2 separate regions of the Pan troglodytes genome follow, and region 1 is linked to region 2. The links are chromatin contacts, called in public Hi-C maps. All regions are on one chromosome and are shown on one strand. Each heading gives the region's core, a stretch centred on a gene start, on an enhancer-like site or on the middle of the called end of the contact. The rest is flanking DNA. Distances are from core to core; before and after follow the strand shown. Region 1 holds the start of TLE3 (TLE family member 3, transcriptional corepressor). Region 2 overlaps LOC104002363 (a long non-coding RNA gene).

Region 1 (6,159 bases), core at 1,817-4,316, 570 kb after region 2:
CCTCTGAGAGTTATTTAGCACTGTGTCGAAGGCCTCTTATGTGGAAAGCAGTGCAGGGAGCCGTGCCCTCTCACAAATGAAGATTAAAACTTGCTGGGCAAAAGGAAGACAGTCTGCCTACTGCCCCAGCGTGGAGAAGATACCCAGCTGGGGGATCCCTGAGGAGGGGAGTGGAGGCAGAGAGCTTCATAAGGCCTCTCCACTCCTCACAACACCCTGGGGAAGGAGGGCTTCTGTCCTACTCTGGCTAGATCCCAGCTGCAAAGCAGAAAAGTTTCCAAACACTCCCAGGAGGTCACTAAGAGAGATTTTTACCAACCCTAATTTCACATGGGCTGGTCCAATCCTATCTTACTAGCCAAGATAGGGCAATGGCAATCAGCCCCTGGGAAACTTTCAAAACACAAATTAAAGGCACACAAAGATAGTACAGAAGTCTCCGGCCTGGAATCGGGGTTTCTCTTTCTGCCCCTCCCCTCACTCACCCTCCTCCAAGTGGCCCCGGCAATGGAAGCTGGGGAAGGGGAGGGCAAGACCAGATTATGCCCTCTCTCAGGGCCGCCCTGCGGCTGGGCGGTGGTGGGGACCTGGCGCTCATCTCCCCAGATCCACGCCGCGCCCCCGGCCGGGGTCGGCGCCCCAACCGCCCCCCAGGCCCGCGGCCGCATCTCACCATCACATAATGGCGCTGCATCTCCGTCTTCTCGTTTGCCAGCTTGTCGTACTCCACTTTGAGGCTGCGAGGGCAGGAGGAGCCGGCTCAGGCGTGGCGCCTGGACAGCCTCCTCTGAGGCCCCGACCCAAGGGCCTCTAGAGCCACTTTTCCACTTTCCTGACACCCCCCGGGGGCGCCCCCATTATCCCACAGCCTGGGGACGCGGGGGGATTTGGGTCCCCGCCGTGGGGAGGGGGATGTGAAACAATTCGAAACTTCCCGCGAGCCAAAGGACTTATCACGGCAGCAGGGGAGTAGGACCCTGACGCTGGCTCCCGACACCCAGAACCCGGAGTGAACCCGCTCGCCGCGACCTAGACCCTCATTCGGGGACCCCACGGGCGGCGCTGGGAGCCGGGCTGCTGCGGGCAGTAAAGGGTTAAGGCGGCGCGCTCGGAAAGGGGAAACAAAAGGCGGAGGCCCGGGCTGCCCCGCGGCCCCTGGATCGGGAGCCCCCTCCGTCCCCGCGGGGGATGGCAGGAGCCGCGCCGGGACCCACCCCTCCCCGCCAGCCCCGGGGCGGCCCCCACCGGCCTTACCTGTGATACTGAGCTTGCAGGAACTGGAATTCGTCTTTGATCCTGTCACAAGACTCAGCCACCGTGAATTTAAATCCCGGCTGCCCGGGTTGATGGGGAGCCTGGAGCCCGCGAAGACAAGACAGGGGAGGGGGCGGGGGCATGAGACCGCGCTCAGAGCGGCCCCGGCCCCTCCCCAACGGCGCCCAACCAAAAGAGGCCACCCTCAGCCCAGAACCTTCCCAGCAAGTTTCTCAGCTCTCCGACGGGGCGGAGGGGGGGCGCCCCATCTCTCCCCGTCGGCAGCGGGGCTCCCATGCCTCTCACCAAGGGCCTCCCTCTCCCCAGTAAGGCGGGGGCGGGAGACAAACCGGGTGAGTTGGGAGACTTCAGAGCGGGGCCGGGGACCGCGTGAACAGCTCCCCCTGGAACACAAGCAGCCCCCCGCGCCACTCGCGCGGAATTAACCTCCTCTCTCAACGGCGCCCCCCGGCCGCATCCCCTTTGTGTGAGAGCACACACACAAACACACACACCATAAAGGTAGCAACAAGCAAAATGGAGGTGCCAGATAAACTGCCTCGTTTACCCTGCCATGATAGATGCTTAAATAAACCGAGTTGCAATTACTCACCGGATGTCTGCCCTGCGGATACATGGCAGGGAGGGGTCGTGATTCCGAGAGCGTGGAAGCGCCGAGAGCCCGGGCCGGGGAGGTGCGGGGGAGGGGGGAGCCGAGCCCGAGCGGGGGGCGGCCGGGAAACCGAGAGCTCGCCCCCGGCCCCCCCAGCTCGTTCTCGCAGCGAAATCCCAGAGTCGGGCGCCGGCCCCAAGTGGAGACAAAGAGCCGCGGAGCAGGCGGCAAAGTCGTCGGCGGGCGCCGGGGCCGGGCGGCGGGCGCGGGCTTTGTGCGCCTAGGGCTCGGCGGGCAGCGGCCGGCCGCCTTCCCTGGGCTGCGTCGAGCGCGTCAATGCCTGGGACTGCGCGGACATCGTCGGCTCCCCAGCAGGTCCGGCGCGGGGTCCCGAGGCCGGGGGCCCCTCCTGGGGCGAGCTCGGGCCCCCTCCGGGTCACTCAGCGGGTCGCGCCTGTAGGGGGGCGCGCCGGGGCAGCCCCAAGCATCCGGGGCGCGCGGGTCCGATCCTAGAGGCGTCCGGGCCTGGGACTCGCGGCGAGAAGAGGAAGGAGGCGGGCTACGAGGTGGTGGCTTGGGGCCGCAGGAGCGCCGGAGGGTGAGGGCGGGAGCCCGGCGCGGGCGCTTCGACGCCCCCCCTCGGAGAGGAGAGCCTGCTGTTCCGTCTGCTACTGCCGCTGCCGCCGCCGCCGCCGCCGCTGCAAGCCCTTCCCAGGGCCGGGGAGGAACTCCGGGCTCAGTAGGTGCAAATCAAACGCCCTGGCATCCTAACTCCAGCGGGCACGGGAAGCCTCCGCAAAGGGTTCTCGCTGCTCCCAGCTTGAGCACCGCGTCCCCAGCGAGGAGCGCTCAGCGCCACCGCCGCTGCCGCGTCGGAGCGCACAGGCAGGAGAGCGCGGGAGGGGAGACGCAGCCCGAGACCGGGGAGCTCTACGGCTTCCTTCCTTCCCCTCGGCCCGGCTCTCCTCTCCGCGCCCCGGCAAACCCCCAAAACACACACACCCAACACACACACGCGCGCACACACACACACCAAAAAAAAAAGTGCCCCGGACCTACGGATACCACACACAGACAGGCGAGGGGGACGAGCACGAGGTCTGAACTGCCGCGAGAGCAGTTCCAAATAGGGACTGAAAAGTAACAAAATAATGTGGCAGCTTCGTCCGGCGCTGGCCAATGGGAGCGCGGGGCCCCCACGTGGGGCTGCGGGACTCGGCCTACGACTGGGTGCCGCTGGGCGCGACGTCACAATGCCCTCTTGTGTCTAAAACTATGCATGAAAAGTAGCAATCAGGCCCTACCCGCTGGTGACTTTCGCATGGGAGTGAAAAACAGCGCTCCTCAGATCAGGAATTAACCGAAAGACATATAATAAATAGATATATATTATAGTCCTGGGCTGCTCGAGTTTTTTTCCTCCTTTTTTTTCCCACGATCTACTAGCAAATAATTATTTAGCGGGAGGAGGAAAGAGGGAAGACAGAGGAATAACAACAAAAGAAAATAAGACAAGCTGTACAATCTTCAAAACCTGTGGCTGGTAGTAATGTATCAGTTTATTCTGCAGCGGCGGCGAACGATTCCTCCCTCTAATCTCATTAGGTCTGCAAAGCAGCCCAATTAGATACTATAAAACAAACAGAATCACTTTGTCACTTTAATGTTTTCACTTCAAAAGATTTAGGACTGATAAAATGGTGGCTCCTAAAGTTGCCTCCGACCTTTAAAAATTTGCTCGGAACTCAGGATGTCCCCTTTTCTTCACCCCTTCTTCTGCCCGCCTCCCCCACATTAGCCCCCAGCTCTCCTTTGTTCACTCGCCCTTCTTTTCAGAAAGCCAAATAAACAGCTCCTTTGATGTGCGGCGGCTGCCTGCGAGGAGAAGTCTGAGGGACTCTGGCTTGGCGGGCAGCGCAGATGGAAGGGCCCGGCTGCCCGTGGACAACAGGCTCAGCCACGGCTGGCCCCATTCGGGGCGCCTTCCCCGTGGGCACAACTTCACCCTCGCCGCAGCCTCGCCGCGCGGGCTCCTCACTGCATCCCTAGGCTGAGGGGGTTGGGGATGGGGTCGGGACCCTGCTCGGCCGAGGCCCGGGAACTCCGAGTTCCCACCTGGTTTGCTCAGCCTGCTCCCGGCAGTGCCACGGCGTTGGCGGAAGCCTGTATGTGTCTCGGTCGCTAGCCTGCACACTCCGAGGGACGCGGACGCTCCCCCGCTCGCTCGCCCCGGCCCCGCGCCCCCCGGACCCCCGCTTGGTCGCACAGGCCACTCGACTCCGGGGCCAGCTTGCCCGCAAACCGATGGCCTCGCCCTCCCGCGCTCGGGGTTACGGCGGGGCAGACGAGCAAGCAGGGAGTGGACCTCAAAGCGCGCACCGCCCGGTGGACGGCCAAGGCGGGACCCCCGGGGCCCTCCCCGGCAAGTCCGCGAGCCCGCACGCACCCCAGGGCCCGCGGCGGGCGCGCGCGAGCCGGCCGCGCGTCCCCGGATCTATATTTTCCCCTCATTAGGAGCCGGAGGTTCGCTTTTGCATCTTAATGAGGAGCTGAGAGCTAGCGGGCGCTCGGAGGCCGGAGCGCGGGGAGTTACACGTGAGCACCCGCCTCAGAACTGAACCTCCCCGCGCCCGCTCCGGCCGCCAGCCCCGAACCGCGCTCCCCTCTTCATTTATTTATTCTCCTAAATAAAAACATAAATCGTGTTTCGGCGCGCACCGAAGACGGGGGAGGGAGAAGCCCGGCTCGACAGATGCGAGCATCTGGCCGCAGCATTCATTAGACACAAAATGGCTCCTCTTTGGAGCTTCCTTTCCCCCTCCCCCTTCTCTGCCCTCCCCCTTACGTCACGGGTGGGCGCACCCGCTTCTTACTCGCCCCGCCCCTTTCTCGCTCCAGCCCCACGTGGGGGACGCCGACCACGCCTCCGAGCAAGGTGTGAGTCACCAATCACGGACCGCCGAAGGGGCTCTTCGTTGCTGATTGGCGAAGCTGCTGGGCCCTGTCAGTCCCCGGCCAGAGCTGTCAGTCAAAACCACGCGGGGTGGGGGAGCGCTGACAAATGCCGAGGCTTCTGAGCCTCCCGCTTGCAAATAGTGCTTGGAATGGCTGCTTAATTAGCTTTGAATGGCTTTTCCTTCCAGCTCAAACAATCTGTCACTACCATGTGGTATAAAGGAGCCATGCATAAAAAAGTAAGCAGAGGCTAAATATCAATTTGATTTTGTGTATCAAAGGAATATTTTATTTTTCTCCCTAGTAATGAAACGTATCAATTTAAATAATAAAAGGTAAAAACACACACACAAACAAAAAAAAAAAAAAAAAAGAAGAAGAAGAAGGAAAAGAAAAGAGGAAAAAAAAGAAAGAAAAAGAAAACCCAAACTCTACGGTGTGGCGACTCCTGCGCACGCCTGAAACAGGTCACTTCCACAGCCCACGTTCTGGAGGAAGCCTGAAGACTTTCCCCTCCCCCCTTTAAACTTGCATTTAGTGTTTTGTTGTCGTCGTCTTCCAGAAGTCTAGAAGGAGTGGTGGAGGAGGGGTGGCCTGTGAAAGGGGACGTGGCGGCGGGGGAGGGGGCGAACTTTAAAGGGAGCTCTTTGAAGCTGCTACTCAAAGTAGAGGGGGTTTTAAGACCCCGTAAACTGGGGGTCCTACAGCAGGTCTCGATTTGGGAGCTGAGAGGAGAGGGGGATGAGAGCGGGTGTGCGTCTCGCTCGGATTTATTAAACACAATGCCTTCAAGATGCCAGGGACGCGGCGCCTCGCCGGGCCTCCCTCTCAGTCTCCCTCTGGACTGGCTCCGACGGCGCCCGCCAGCAGGCGGCCGAGAAGCCGCGGGGCCCCCAGGTCGGGTCTTACGAAGATTGTATACAGAAAAGGACAGCAGCTCTGTCTCTCGCCCGGGTGTCCCTCCTGCCCCGACGTCCACGCCCCCCGGTGACCACACGAGCCAGAGCGCTCCAACAGGGCAGACCCACGTCGAGTTCACCTGTGAGCCCCAGCGCCAGGGCCGAGCCCGGCACGCTGGAGGAGTTCGCGGCTGCGTGTCCCCGACGCGGTTTTGCAGAGCGCCGCCTCCTCCGCAGAGCCGGGCGGTAGAACCACGCTACGCAGTCAGGAAGAACAGCGCTTGAGCGCTCACTAGGTACAAGGCAGGGCACTGCTACCCAGGCAGCGCTCTCCTCTCCCTTACCTCACTCCCGAGGGAAGCAGTTTGGCTGGGGACCCCATTTTATAGAGCAAAAAAGAGAGGCTGAGAAAGCTCAATCATTTGCCCCGAGCTGGGC
Region 2 (5,411 bases), core at 2,472-4,971:
AGACCATATACTTATGAATTCTTTGTGAGTTCACTACTTGGGGCCTCAGTTTCATCATCTGTAAAATGGGTGTTGGTGATACCTACCTGAGAGATTATGATGGTAATGAGATAATGAAGGATCTAATGCACGGCTCATAGCAGGTGTGCAATGAATGCAACTCTTCTCTCTTTTCCCCTCAAGACTGGCCCTGGACTCAGTTCTGACTCGTGTGTGTGTGTGTGTGTGTGTGTGTGTGTGTGTAGGTGGTGAACTTTCCCTAAGAGTTTCTTGCCTCCTATTTTCCTTATTCCTGGAATGATTTGCTTTCAGTGGTAGTTTCATATTCATCTATAGACAGGGAAGGACATGGCAGAATGAGATAAAATGGGGGATGAATGCTGCTAAATACTGCCTTAGTGATTGTATTCAATTACATGGGCTTTTTCTTTGCCTGTTTGATGAGAAAGGTGATGAGAAAGGCAGGCCTGCAGGGGGCAGCACATGGCCAGTACTTCACTCATGAGGGACTGGCTCATGGGACTCCTGGCTTTGCAAGAAATCAGAGCCTTCCCAGGCATAGGGGAGCCTTGGCGATTTCTGCAAGGAGCCTCAGTTCTGGTGTTGAGATATTTATTATGCCCTGCAAGTTACTGATGCTGGTGGAATTAGGTCCTTGGGCTTCTTGGTCTCCTGGCCTCTGTGGTCCAGCCAGCCTCTTCCCCTATCCCTCAAGGATCACTTCTACAATCTCCTAACTTCAGGGCTGAGAGGGACTTAAATGGTGATCTAACCCTAACACATCATGTTACCAATACAGGAGGCAACCAACCTTGCAAGGTGGGGACGTGTGTATCTCCCATCTTACAGGAGAGAAAACAGAGGCTCAGTGAGGTTAAATGACTTTCACCAGGTCCCACAAGTAAGGAGTGATAGATTAAAGCTCGTTTGTTTGCAGGCATCAGAAATGACTAGTCAGTTTAAGCAAAGGAGAGGAACATGGATCCTGGGGGGATTTCAAGAAAATCAACTAATTTGGCCTCCATGGGTGGGGCCCGGGGTAGCTCAAGATTGGCAGCAACAGTCTGTGGCTTTTTCTGTCCTGAACCTGCTCTCAGGAATGAGCACTAGCCCCAGTCCAGCCCAGACCCTGTATCTCTCAGGTCTAAAATTCAGGTTGCCGGGATAGAGGTTCTAGATGGACCCCCTTGGATCACTCAGCAGTGGTCAGAGGTCAGGGGGTTACTAGCATAGTTATGGAGGATTTGTTTTGAGTCCTGTAGTGAAGCCCTGACAAGAACACCACAGGTGTCGACACCTGGTCGATGTGGGTCTTCCAAGGATCAGCCGGGGCCTCTGTTCTGTCGCACAGTCACACAGTCTGCTCTCCCGTAGCTGCAGGCTAATCCCAGCTGTAAGGTCAGCCGAGGAAACGGAAGGTGCTATTTGCATTTTAATAAGGAATCCAAAAGACCAAAGGCCTCTGGGTCCTAAAAGACTGGTTTTCTCAAATGGTGCAAAGTCCAGGTATTGTAACTGATGGGGCACCAGGGGTAAGGAGCCCTCCCTGGTACTTCCCGTCACACCCACACAAGTGTGCCTCCAACTTATAAAGTTCACCTGTTTATCTTGCTGCCGCTTGTTCCAACTCCTTTCCATCTCCCTCTCCAAGGATTCAGTAATATGTTGTCTAGACACTACTGCTGCTGTTTCTCCTCCATTAATCCATTTTAATTGGAAAGTTATCATAATGCAAACTCTCTTTGGTATTATTTGCGGCTCTGCATTATTAGAACCTCACCAACTCGCTTTCCCAGCAAATTAAACTTGCTATGGAAGCAATGAGATCAGCTGCTCATATTAAATCAGGCCGCACGTTGTTAAGTGGGGCTGGGAATGGGGCTTCCTCAGTTGGGTGGGGCGCCATCGCTGGAGGCGTTTACAATGGCACCACTGTTTTTATGCTGGGGATTTGGCCTCTGTGCTCAGTTCTCCTCTTTTTTTGGCACTGTGTATTGGAAATTAGAGATGGAAAGAAAGAGGGGACAGAAAACCCTCTGGTGGTATTTGGCCTCTCACCCCAAACCCAGGGCAAACAGCAATGATCAGAATGCACATGGCCTTAACCCCGGATGAATTACAAAGCATATTCCGGTAGTCCTAGGAGCCTTGTGAAGTAGCGATGATCATCCCCTGTGTATGCAAGCTGGAAACTGAAGCTCAGAGAAGGTACTTCTAGGGGCTGCACAGGCAACACATAGTAGACGCGGACTCTAAGCCGGGTCCTCTGAGTCTAAAACCAGACGGCCCGAAGGGATGAAACGCTGACCACAGTGAGCAGACCCTTTTTACAGAGCAGATCCTGGAACGGATTCATTTCTAGCTGATAGTATGGAAAGCAGTTAATAAATGACCAGGTTTCCTATTTGTGGATTATCACCACCTCAGCATCTAATTTTTCCCAGTTACCCACTCAATAGAATAACATGGCTGACACTCCTGCCCGCCCACCCAACGGCCATTTCCCCCCACTCCCTTGCTACCAGAAACCTAATTTTGTTAAGTCAGAAATGTGCCCAATCTCAGAGGAAGACTCATGATTGGTCTAAGCCAGTCATGGGCGTCTGTTTCCCTTGTCAGTGATTGGTCTAGAGGCAAGCATGTGACTCATTTCTGGCCAATTACACCTAAGGGAAAGACTGCCGATGACTTCTGGGAAAAACTTTCTCTCCGATGGCGGCAGAGCAGGGAGGAAACTTTTCCTTGAGTTTCTCTCTTCCAGTGTGGGCACTATTTGTTATAGTTAAAAAGTCCCCCAATTCTTTGACCTTGCTTCCAAAGGTGGAGCCCATTTCCCCTCCTGCTGAGCGTGGGCCACACTTAGCGACTGGCTTTCAATGAAGAGAATGTAACAGAGGTGAAAGTGTGTGACATTCGAGGAAAGGCCGTAAAAGACATTGGTGCTTCAGCTTTGCTCTGGCGGCTGTCTGACTCTGGGGGAAGCCAGCTACCACGTCATGAGGACACCCAAACAGCCTACGGAGGGGCCCACGTAGGGAGGAGCTGAGGCCTCCTGCCAGCAAGCAGCCCTAGCCCGCCAGCTGTGTGAGTGAGCGAGCCTTTTTGGAAGTGCATCCTCCCGTCCCAGTCCAGCCCTCAGATGGCTGCAGCCCTGCTAGCATCTTGACTGCCGCCTCATGAGGGACCTCAAGCCAGAACCAACAGCCACGTGGTGCCAGAATTCCTCATCTGCAGCAGCCGTGTGAGATCATAACTGTTTATTGCCTTTTTAAGCCGCTGACTTTTGGGGTCATTTGTTACTCAGCAATAGATGATTAATATGCTGTCATGCAGCTGTCTTGGAACCAGGAGGGGCAAGACTGAGGGCAGAAGCCACTGTGGTGAAACTGGCAGAGACATGGAATCTGGATTCCTGGTGAAGTGAGCTAGTGAGCTGCCCAGCCAACCTTGGGTTGCCTATTTTGGGACTTTTTGTTACATGAGCTGATAAGAACCCTTAATTCATTGTTAGTCTGGGGTTCCATTATTTGTAAACAGCTTTTTACTGCCTCAGCCTTGGGGAGATACGTGATCCTTCCAATCACATTTCATGGCCAGCAGAGGTCACATGGTCTCCACCCACAGTCACATTGGGATGGAGAGGAGGGAGAGAGGGCCCTGCTAAGGGGCTTAAATGCTGCACGTACATTTGCATGTTGAGATTTAATAGAGGCCTTCTGGAGACACAATGCTTCCTCCCAGGGCGGGCCTAATTGCAGAAAGTCGGGCACTGTGATGGGCCTGGGGGCTCTTGTGACCCTGGGTAGGCGATTGTCTGTGTGACAGTTGAAGTGATGGTATGTTAATAGCTTCTCGATGAAAGGCTCAATCTCAAGGGGTTCATGTTTCTCAGCAGCCAAGACAGCGGGTTTCTGCAGCAGGTGGTTCACAAACGGCATCCTATCAGCATGGCCCCAAAGTAACTGAAAGCTGCTCAGACTGTCCCGCACTCCCCAATGCCTCCCACCTAGGTGAATTCTAAAGGAGGAGGAACCAATGGGTCTGTGATGGATATTACCCTTCCCCATTAACTCTACAAGCTAGTTTTCTTCTTTTCATTTTTTTATTTTTTATTTGTGACAGAGTCTCGCTCTGTCGCCCAGACTGGAGTGCAGTGGTGCGATCTTGGCTGACTGCAACCTCTGCCTTCTGGGTTCAAGCGATTCTCCTGCCTCGGCCTCCCGAGTAGCTGGGATTACAGACGTGCGCCACCATGCCTGGCTAATTTTTGTATTTTTAGTAAACACGGGGTTTTGCCATGTTGGCCAGGCTGGTCTTGAACTCCTGGCCTCATCTGATCCACCTGCCTTGGCCTCCCAAAGTGTTGGGATTACAGGCATGAGCCACTGCACCCAGCCTAATTTTCTTCTTGAAACTGCTCTTTCCTCACCTGCAGCATAGGCACAGTCACACCACAAAGGCAGCAGTGTGGAGTTCTGGCAGAACTGCCAGAGTTTCAAGGGTTTTCAAGAGGGTATCCCAAGCACACAGATCTAGGGAGGGATCTGTGACATCAAGCCTCTGGGGGCAGGGCCTGGGGTCAGCATTTTCCTATACACTCTCCAGGTTATCCCGACCCACTTTGCATGTTTGAGAGCCACTCAGTGATCCTGTCTGTCCCCTAGGACAGCTGTCGCTGTAGGCAGGGCAGTGAGAATGACCCACATGGGGAGCTAAGGAAGCAGAGGCACAGTCCTGCCGGCACCCAAGGACAGGGTCAGGGCTGGAATCTGATTACCTGTCTCTTTTCACTGTCTGTAGTGTTGTTTCTCACCCTCCTAGAAGGGGGCAGGAGAGAAAGGACCCCAGGAAACCCAGGATCAAGGAGGGTTCATAATTGGGGGAAGCAGGAGCCCTCACTCATTCCATTCATGGCTGTCAGCTCCCTGCTGTCCCCTAGCCCATATTCTTGGTTCTGGGAATATAAACAGAAAATGAAAAGCGTTTGTATAACACTTCATATGTACCTGCACAATGCCTTAAGCACTTTACATCCACAAGCTCAATGAATGCTCACAATTACCCTATGAGATAGGCACTATTATTATCCCCACTTTACAGATGAGGAAACTGAGGCACACAGTAAACACTGAAAGTCCATCCAGACTTTCAGCCCCTAAAGCTGCTGAGTGGGCATTCCCTTGGGATACTTCCAGTTCAAGCCCTTTATTTTATAGAGAGAAACCGCTCGGTGAGAGAAGGGCCATTCTGAATCATACACGTCCATGGCAGGGCTGGGCCAGGTCCCGGGTTCTGGCCGCTGGGCCATGCTGCCTACCTCAGAAAGGGGTGCTTCTGGGCTCTTGCGACCACAGGGCTCATTACCGATGCTGCAAATTGAATGAAATAGCTGCTCAGTTACATATTAATAA

Evidence for each region. A called contact is a pair of places that touch in the nucleus more often than the background predicts.
Region 1: a contact with region 2 is called in a Hi-C map of stem cell-derived neural progenitor cells, with 7 times the contacts expected there. The contact joins the promoter of TLE3 here to the enhancer-like site in region 2. A contact is called at or near these places in 1 of 7 Hi-C or Micro-C datasets (stem cell-derived neural progenitor cells), 1 of 1 datasets of contacts at active chromatin or transcription factors (stem cell-derived excitatory neurons) and 1 of 1 other capture datasets (stem cell-derived neural stem cells).

The regions. Positions count from the first base shown.
Region 1 is chr16:62,098,813-62,104,971 of NHGRI_mPanTro3-v2.0_pri, forward strand. It overlaps TLE3 (TLE family member 3, transcriptional corepressor), which reads right to left and starts at 3,067. Exons shown (of 20, transcript XM_009429459.5): 1 at 1,868-3,067; 2 at 1,255-1,355; 3 at 674-737. The coding sequence starts at 1,891.
Region 2 is chr16:61,524,405-61,529,815 of NHGRI_mPanTro3-v2.0_pri, forward strand. All of the region lies in intron 3 of LOC104002363 (a long non-coding RNA gene), which reads left to right. Among named protein-coding and RNA genes, the nearest start is that of RPLP1, 73 kb to the left of the region's middle. Within about 2 kb of position 3,722, at least 1 of the 24 cell types and tissues checked has an H3K27ac peak or open chromatin away from gene starts, as enhancers often do. A contact at or near this core is called in stem cell-derived neural progenitor cells, where this site is marked.